Linked DNA regions of Mus musculus: all the other regions are linked to region 1. Evidence: chromatin contacts called from public promoter capture Hi-C data. All regions are on one chromosome and are shown on one strand. Each heading gives the region's core, a stretch centred on a gene start, on an enhancer-like site or on the middle of the called end of the contact. The rest is flanking DNA. Distances are from core to core; before and after follow the strand shown.

Region 1 (2,748 bases), core at 211-2,710:
TCTTTTTTTAAAATGCATAATAAAAATACATGGAAGATCAGTACCTCCCCCAGAAAGAACAAGATAGAAGAACCCTTTAAAGCCTAAACTGAAAAGTAACAGCCCGCACTTGTCATAGGGTTTTTCACTAAGCCCAGCCTGTCAAGAGCTTGAAGATTCTTGTCTTCAAGTTCCACAAATGCGCAGGAACTCGTTTTCTTGTTCTTCACTTTCTTGTTCTCTCACTCCTAAAGATAGGCTGTTTCCTCAGGGCACACAATGGCTGTGTGGAAACCAGAGACCACAGTTCTCCAGGAAAACAAAAACAAAAAAAAACCCTATTTTACTAAGTAAGCATGAGGCTAGTGTTTTAAGACAACATCTAACAATCAAAAGTTGGTTACTACGTATACCTGGCTCCAAGGAGAGCAATTTAATGTAGAAGTAATGTATCCATGGAAAGATAGGTTTTTAGGAAAAATTTTGTGTTAAAAAGTGAAGGAAAACGAACCCCCCCTTTTTTTTTTCTTGCTTCCAACACTAATTCCTTTACCCCCTCCTCGATTCCTTTGTAGCCTTTCAACATATTCTAGTTCTCCATCTTTCATCCAACAAAACAAAAACTAAAACACCTCAGCCAGGTGCTGTGGCCCATGGATCCCAACACTTGGGAGGCAGATGGATATCTGTGAGTTCAGGATCAGGCTGGTCTAAATAGTGAGTTCTAGGGCAGCCAGGGCCATGTAGAGAGATCTTGTCTCAAAACAAAAATCCTAAAACTCTTTTGATTCTGGCTAGTCTCTTACTTCCATTGTAAAAAAACAAAAAACTTTAATCCCCGTCCTTCACAACGTCTTTCACCTTTTTTATTTAAAAAAAAAAAAAAAAAAAAAAAAAAAAAAAAAAAAGGCGTACTTCAAATCCCGAGACATTTTAGTTAAATCCCACAGCTTTCTAATTATTCTCCGAAAACTTGGGTGCATTTAACATACATCCTTGTATCCCAATCAAATATCGGAATCTCATTTATTAAGTTATTAAAATACTGTTTTCTAAAAGGACTAAATAAAGTCTCCTTTGGCTTCCGTAAAGACTTACGCCAAAGATCTCACAATTACTGCACGGGGGTGGGGGGTGAGGGGGATGGAAAGCAGAGTAAATGATGCGACTTCCCATTTTGTGTTAAACGGCGAGGAGGTCCTCCTCGCTGAGGACCGCACAGCGGACGAGCTGGGAACTGGAGGCGGAGCTGCTTTTGCCCCCCCCCCCCCCCAACACACACACCCCACCCCCCCACCCCCCGCTGACCCGCACTAGTCCGATGGCGGAGACCGCTGGCCAGAACTGCAGTGGAGCCGGGGAAGGAACGATTCTCCCGAGCCGCGGTTTCCGCAGGGAAACCTAAGCGAGTTCCTGTTTCGACGCACTTCCGAAGCGTCGGAACAGAGGAAGCCGCGCTGGCTGCCGGGAATCCGGAGTCGGAAAGATGGTGGTCACCAGGTCCGGGCTCTCCCGGACCAGGCTCCAAGAAAGCTCCCAGCAGAAGGTGAGCTGGGTCTCAGGTTCTCCGGGTCTCCTCGCCGCTGAGCAGAGCGGCTCGGCAGGGCGGAGGAGAGCGACGAGGAACCGAGCGGGTCGCGCGTGGTACTGCGCCGGACTGGCTCGGACCTGGGGGTCTTTCAGGGCTCTTACGGGAGTTTCGGTAGCGTGCCCTGCGCAGGCGAGGCCTTTTAAGTTTACTGTTAGGACAGTACCGGGGAAAGTTAATGCCCGCCACCTCGACCAAGCCTGGTTTGGGGGATAGGAGGAGCACCGTTTTCACGTGGAGAGACTGGCATGGCCGAGCACTAACCCCTCCGGCAACTGAAGGGCGGCGGTGGCGTCACTCAGAGCCTCTGGTTGTCTTCTGGTGCTATGCTCTTTAGATTGTGTGGTAAGGGCTATAGAGCAGCCCTTTCCTGTTGTAGAAATCCAGGCAAGTATCGGATTACCTTACACACTCCTAAACACGTGCTCAATTAGTATTCAACTCCCCCCCCTCCCTGCGCTTCTATAAATGATTTAAAATTTACCTCCTCTTTCTTTAAGTAGAGAAAGTTTTTTTAGTTCTGCTTTCTGAAGCCTAGGATGAGGCAAGTAAAAGAAATATCTTATCGTGAGTTTGTCTTCGTTTTGTACCTTCTTGAGTTTTGTTCCTTAGGCCATGCCACCTTTACCCTTGTCCCTGCCCTATCTACACTATATTGTGTTTGTTTTGGTTTTCAGAGGTCTGCTCCTCGGAGAATTGGGACACATCTAGAAAGCACAAAGGAATCGGGATCCGATGGCAGCACAGCTGAATCGCAGCCTGCTGAGAAACAGCACTCACGCAGCAGCAGCAGAACCACAGGCCCAGCGGAGATCATTGTGCTTATTTCTGATGACGAGGCTTCTGAAACGGAGTCCCACACTTCTGGGGTTACTTCTGTGTTAGAGGACCAAGAGCCCATTGTAAGAGTAACTAGGAAACGGCAGATCGTAATTGCTTCCACCTCAAAGTCCACTGTTAGGAAAAGGCAGAAAGTAGCCCCTCAGCATGCATCTGCTGATGAAGTTGTTGTTTCTGAAGCAGAGTCTCATGTTTCAGGGGTTTCTATGGTTGTACCTTCCACAGAGAGAAGCAGCAGAAATAAGGCTAATTCTCAAAGAGATTCAAGCCAAGAATCACAGTCGGGAACTGTATCTGATGCTGAGTTGTCCTGCTCAGGCATTTCATCGTTAGAGATCTTG
Region 2 (2,700 bases), core at 109-2,608, 740 kb before region 1:
GCAACCTGAGTGAATCATTAACTATACAGCACACAGCATGACCCAACCCGGCATGGGTGACTTCATTAGCACAGCCTTTGAACAAAGTGAATGAAGCTCTAAGAATAAGTGTCAAGACTCAGCTCTGAGAGACTCCTCGGATGTCACGGCAGGGTCTGGTAGGGTCTACCATCGATCGTGTATACAAGTGTGCTATGAGAGGGGTTGCATCAAGTTAAACACAGTAGATCAAGGCCGTGCATGTATGTGTGTGTGTGTGTGTGTATAACTCTGTGTGTACACAGTTTTTAAAAAAGCAGTCTCTTTCTAGACCTTGACTTTTTCCTATGCTAGAAAACAGCAAATGTTGAGAAATACTTGACTGAGGGGTATGGATGATGTAAAAGGACTTCCACTCTGAGAGCTTACAAAGCCAAAGAAGAAAGGCACTGCTGCAAGCTGTGATTCTCCATATCCTAATGGAATTACCCAATAAATCTTGGTCTCCGGCAGGAAGGCAGTCTTCCCAGAGAGTTTAGGAGATTGTGAAATCCCAGAACAAGAATTTCTTAACTCATGGTCATTCTAAACCAATCACAGAAGTTTGTCCTTGCAGCATAAACTTTAAACCAGTAACGTCTAAGACACACTTGTATCTGGACACACACCCGGGATTTAGGCCTGCCAAGCAGCCATACTTACCAAACCAGTCCAAAAGAGAAAGAACAAGACTAGCCACGGTGTATCGGTGCATTTTCTATAAATTTGGGGTCGCCATTCTCTTTGCCTTGTTTTCTCTGCAGAAACCTTCCAGGAAAACGGAGAGTTGAGAAAAGCAAGAGAAACAGTTAGGTGAAATCAACCGAACCGAAACCTCTCCAAAGGCTGCTAAAGCAACTCAACTCTATCACTGGGGAAGATCAGCTCTCTGCAGGATGGATGTGAAACCCCCCCGGGGGCCAAGTTCTTACTAGAGGTAAGACACCCCTCACCCCCTAGTCCCTTGCGCCTTCCTGGCCTCAGCCCAACACTTGTGTCAGGTACTGGGTCCTCAGTGCCAGGTGTCTTTAAAGGAGCGGTGTCACTGAGAGAAAGTGGTTTATCTCCCAAAGGACAGAGGAGCCGGAAGCGTCCTGTCTGTGCAGGTAGGTGCCCGCAGAGGCCGCTTCTCTCAGGACTCAAGTTGTCGCTCTTACCAGGTACTCGGCGCCCAAGCACTGCATGGTACCCGGCATCTGGGATTGGCGGCGGCGGTGGTCGCCTTGCACACGGGACAGAGGTGCGGCGACCGGGCCAAGTGGCCCAGGAGGGGCGGCAGGGCGAGCAGGGCTCAGCGCCTCCTAGAGGTCCAGGGCGCTGGTCCCCTAGACACGCCCTTTCCGTGGTGGCTTTAGGCTGGGAGGACCTGCTGGGAGCGGGGGTGGCACCTGCGCAGCACCGGTTCCCAGGAAGTGCTCCTGACCACTGTGCGACGCCTGGGCCCGTTGCCAGCGCCTGGAGTTAGAAGTGAGGCCTCAGGGATCATTCCTGAGGGCGGGGAGCTTGCAGGGGTGTGTCACACACAGGTAAGTGGTGCTTTGTGTGTGCCGAATCCTGCCCTGAAAGGTTCACCAGTTCTCTTCCAGGCGCATCAAGTTGCAATCTGTTGTCATCCTTGAGCTAAGATCAGACAGCAATGGCGACACTCTGTCAAGGGGCTCAGTGTCTATCATTCCAGCTGCTATTTCTATAAGGCTGAATCTTCTCCAGCGTGAGTCCCAGGAACACAAAGCCCTCAGAGGACTGATTTAATATCTCTCTCTCTCTCTCTCTCTCTCTCTCTCTCTCTCTCTCTCTCTCTCTCCTGTCTCTCTCTCTCTCCTTTCTCTCTCTCTTCCTCCCTCCTTCCCTCTCCCTCTTCCTCTCCCCCTCCCTCCCTCCCTCCCTCCCTCCCTCCCTCTCTCTCTCTCTCTCTCTTTCTCTCTCTCTCTCTCTCTCTCTCTCTCTCCTGTCTTTCTCCTCTCTCCTCTCTCTCTCTCTGTCTGTCTATCAGTAGGTCTCTTTCTCTCCCTTTTGTGTGTGGGGTGCTCACTTCCCTCCTCTTTGCATCATCATCTGATTTTCCAGTGGGCACCCTTTGAAGCACATCCAGTGTGAATGTCCCTGGCAAGAACAGTTTTCTCTTCAACATTCAGGTGGGCACCAAAGCGCTGCTGAGGTGAGGAGTTTTAAAAAGGGCTGCGGAGGACTTTCCTTCTCGGTCCCCTTTCTCTGCCCCAACCCATCTACCTGCCCCTCCACACCGTCAGGCTGCTAGCCCACTAAGTGCAGAGGTCCCGTCATGTTTCAGAAGATATTATTTCGCTCTGGTCCTCTCCGACCTTTGGCTATTACAATCTTTCTGCTTCCTCTTTTGGGATGTTCTCAGAGACTTGTGTGAGTAATTCGGTGGAAGTTAGAGGCGAATAGCATCAGGATATATTGCATGTATGTATAGAAATAGTAAAAGATAGTACAAATATTATATTAAAAAATAACCAGGGAGTGGTTAGAGGGTAATGATCCTTAATGGATCTCTGCTGTGCGGGGAGGAATCCCTTCCAGGCTAATTATCTTCCTTCTCACTCTTAGCTCTCAGAACATTCCTGAATGCAGGCTTCTCAGAACGAGTAGCTGGATTTCCAGGGGGCCCTGAATTCATCCCCTAGAGTCCCCCCTTCAAGTAGACATTTGCACAACTAC
Region 3 (2,700 bases), core at 51-2,550, 990 kb after region 1:
AAACAGTTGACACAGTTGCCTCAAAATTCCTAATACTGTGGGTGATGGTGGCTCATGTCCTTAATCCTAGCACTTGGGAGGCAGAAGCAGGTGGATTGCTGAGTTTGAGGCCAGCCTGGTCTAGAGAGTGAGTTCCAGGACAGCAAAGGCTACAAAGAGAAACCCTGTCTCAAACAACAACAACAACATGTCTTGATAATGATAATTCTAAAAGAAGACCTGGCAGGTCTGAGAGGATCTATATTGAGCATAGATGGATTGAGCTGAGAAGACCCGCCCAGTGTGTGGGACATCATTCCCTGGACTGGCATCCTGGACTGCATAAAAAGAGCCAGACACAAGCACTGATTGCTCTCTGCTTTCCTGACTGTGCCCGCATAGTGATCAGCTGCCTCAAGCTACCGCATCAAGATGGATTACTCCCTTGAACTGTGGACCAAAATAAACATTTTCTCCTTTTAGTTGTGGTTGCCAGAGTATTTTATCACAGCAACAGGAAAAGTTACTCAGGTAGCTTTTGATTAGTCAAGCTTTAGGGAGCTTTTATTTCTGGTTCCTCAGAAGGAGGCACACAGTGAGGGCAAAATCACTAGGCTGCTTTTATTTCATAAAACTTTCATAGATTCCCCAAACTCGCAGCTCGGCTGCGGACTGAACTCATACTTTCTCTCTGATAGTGAGACATTTTTGGAGTGTGGCCTATTGGTCCTGATTTTAGGGCCAAATAGGTGTTTCTCAACTGTTTCTGTCCAAAGGTGAGCTAAAAGTTATCTACCTTTGACACAGGCCAGTTCCTGTTTGTGGGTGGGGCACACCCAGTTAAGTGGGCAAGCCCACGGAGGTCCTGCAACCCTTTGCTTCCTTGAGGACACCTCAGCTGAGCGTCTCGTTTCACACAGAACCAGGCTGTCGTGGGCCTTCCTTCCTTCTGTGGTTGTGCTGGAAGACGTCATCAAATTGTCTGTCCACGCGCCAGATTCCTCTGGCCACTGAGCACTCCCCGACACGCGTCGCTTCCAGTAAGGCGAGCGCAGCGCAGCGATTCAGTGCCACCTGTTGAACCCAGAGCGCGCCCTCCTCACCCCACCCAAGTCCCCTGCCACCGGCTCCGGAGGATCTTTGACAAATTGGAGGAGGCGGGGCCTCGCGAAGGAAAAGCTTAGAGGAAAAGACCCGGAAAGAGGCGCGAGACCGCAGTGGGAGGTGCGGCCCCGCCCCCGCCAGGGCGCGCCGCGGGAGCGAGCGGGTCCAGCACGCGCGCGCGCCCGGGCGCCTGACGTGGCACTAGCAACCCAGAGCGACTCGGCGGCGGCGGCGCGGGGCGCGGAGCGTGCAGAGCAGGTACGGCAGACGCGGGGCGCAGGGCGCAGGGAGGAGGGTGGGGAGGAAGGGGAGCCACAGGTACAGCAGGTTCGGGCTGAGGGTGCGGAGCGTCCACACGCGGCTGCACCGCGACTCCCCATCAACTTGGCTCTCTGGTTCCCGGAGGAGGAGAGGGCTGGAAATATTCCGAGGGAAAATGGCAACTACAGTGTTCAGCTCCGGGACATCATTAGAGGGAAACGCGAACTTGTCCCGGGTGACAGTGGAAGGGGAAGGGTGTCTTTGTAGAATCCGAGCGCTCGGGGTTTGGATTCGAGGCCGGTTTGTGCCAAGTGGCTCTCTGCCATGTCGCCGCTTGCAGCTGAGTCAGGTTTCTGCAACTTGGTGTACTGGGTGAGGAAGTTTGACGTGGCAGAGAAGGGTGAGGAAGCGAATTCCTCCCAGGACCAGGGAAGAGGGCTGGGCGGCTTCCAGTCCCCTGCTGTGAGCATCGCTGTCCCGCTCCCCTTCCGCAGCTGCTGCGTGGGTGCGCCGGTGCGGTCTTCTGAAGGCTCTGGGCTGCACGGGGCCAAGCGACTGCCACGTCTCTCTAGGCGCAGTGGGAGGAGGGAAAGTGTTGTCAGGAACACAGTGAACTAGAGACCTTTGTCTGCCTTTCTGTCCTCCGTTAGCAAGACAGTGACCTCATCATACTCATGGTTGCTACTCGGAAGCTGAAGGTTTAATATGAAAACAAAGCTAAATCATGGATGTTAGTCTTCACGTTTGAAATTTGCATGCCATTTCCAGAATAAAGAGATCCCACGTCTTACTTAGAAGGTATTACTAATCTTTACCTTAAACCACTACCTTAAACCGCAGCAACGAGAAAGAAAGGAGAGGTACCCAAATGCTTGATGGAGAAACTGGAAAGAAACTAGAGAATCAGGGTTTCACAACTAATATGGCTTTTGGACACTTCATTTTCTAAAACAGAAAACTGAGGCCCAAAGAACCTCTTCAGTTTACTGTGTCACAAAGCTTTGCATGGGCAGATAGGAAACAAATCATAATTCTTTTGCCAGGCTTCAGAGCACCTCCTGTCTTGTAACAAATGTTTTTTTGAAAGCCAGACATGGTGGCACACACCTTTAATCCCAGCATTGGGGAGTCAGAGGCAGGCAGATCTCTTTGAGTTCGAGGCTAGCCTGGTCTACAGAGTAAGTTCAGGACAGCAAGGACTACAAGGGAAACCTTGTCTCTGCAGAAACCAACCAACCAAATAAACAAAAGTATCTTTTAAAAACCTCTCTAGGAGATATCTGTTTTAGCAAAACATGGAAACATAAAGTGTAAAGCTAATTGGCATTTGGGCTCTGAATAGAGTCAAGATGGGAC

Evidence for each region. Promoter capture Hi-C pulls out the DNA fragments that hold promoters and counts their contacts. Capture Hi-C pulls out chosen DNA fragments and counts their contacts.
Region 2: a contact with region 1 is called in a promoter capture Hi-C map of adipose tissue, with 2.1 times the contacts expected there. The contact joins the promoter of Slc44a3 here to the promoter of Dnttip2 in region 1. A contact is called at or near these places in 6 of 39 promoter capture datasets (the 3T3-L1 cell line, embryonic stem cells, hippocampal neurons and 2 more), 1 of 484 Hi-C or Micro-C datasets (cortical neurons) and 2 of 9 other capture datasets (adipose tissue and liver).
Region 3: a contact with region 1 is called in a promoter capture Hi-C map of liver, with 3 times the contacts expected there. The contact joins the promoter of Sec24d here to the promoter of Dnttip2 in region 1. A contact is called at or near these places in 3 of 39 promoter capture datasets (embryonic stem cells, hippocampal neurons and liver) and 1 of 115 datasets of contacts at active chromatin or transcription factors (bone marrow-derived macrophages).

The regions. Positions count from the first base shown.
Region 1 is chr3:122,272,954-122,275,701 of GRCm38.p6, forward strand. It overlaps Dnttip2 (deoxynucleotidyltransferase, terminal, interacting protein 2), which reads left to right and starts at 1,461. Exons shown (of 7, transcript NM_153806.1): 1 at 1,461-1,525; 2 at 2,245-2,748. The coding sequence starts at 1,466.
Region 2 is chr3:121,530,986-121,533,685 of GRCm38.p6, forward strand. Slc44a3 (solute carrier family 44, member 3) reads right to left here and starts at 1,359. Exons shown (of 15, transcript NM_145394.3): 1 at 1,176-1,359; 2 at 682-786. The coding sequence starts at 1,214. It overlaps Gm38684 (a long non-coding RNA gene), which reads left to right and starts at 592. Exons shown (of 2, transcript XR_376017.4): 1 at 592-955; 2 at 1,092-1,479. A530020G20Rik (a long non-coding RNA gene) reads left to right here and starts at 1,959. Exons shown (of 2, transcript XR_867597.1): 1 at 1,959-2,153; 2 at 2,590-2,700.
Region 3 is chr3:123,266,196-123,268,895 of GRCm38.p6, forward strand. It overlaps Sec24d (Sec24 related gene family, member D (S. cerevisiae)), which reads left to right and starts at 1,301. Exons shown (of 23, transcript NM_027135.2): 1 at 1,301-1,341.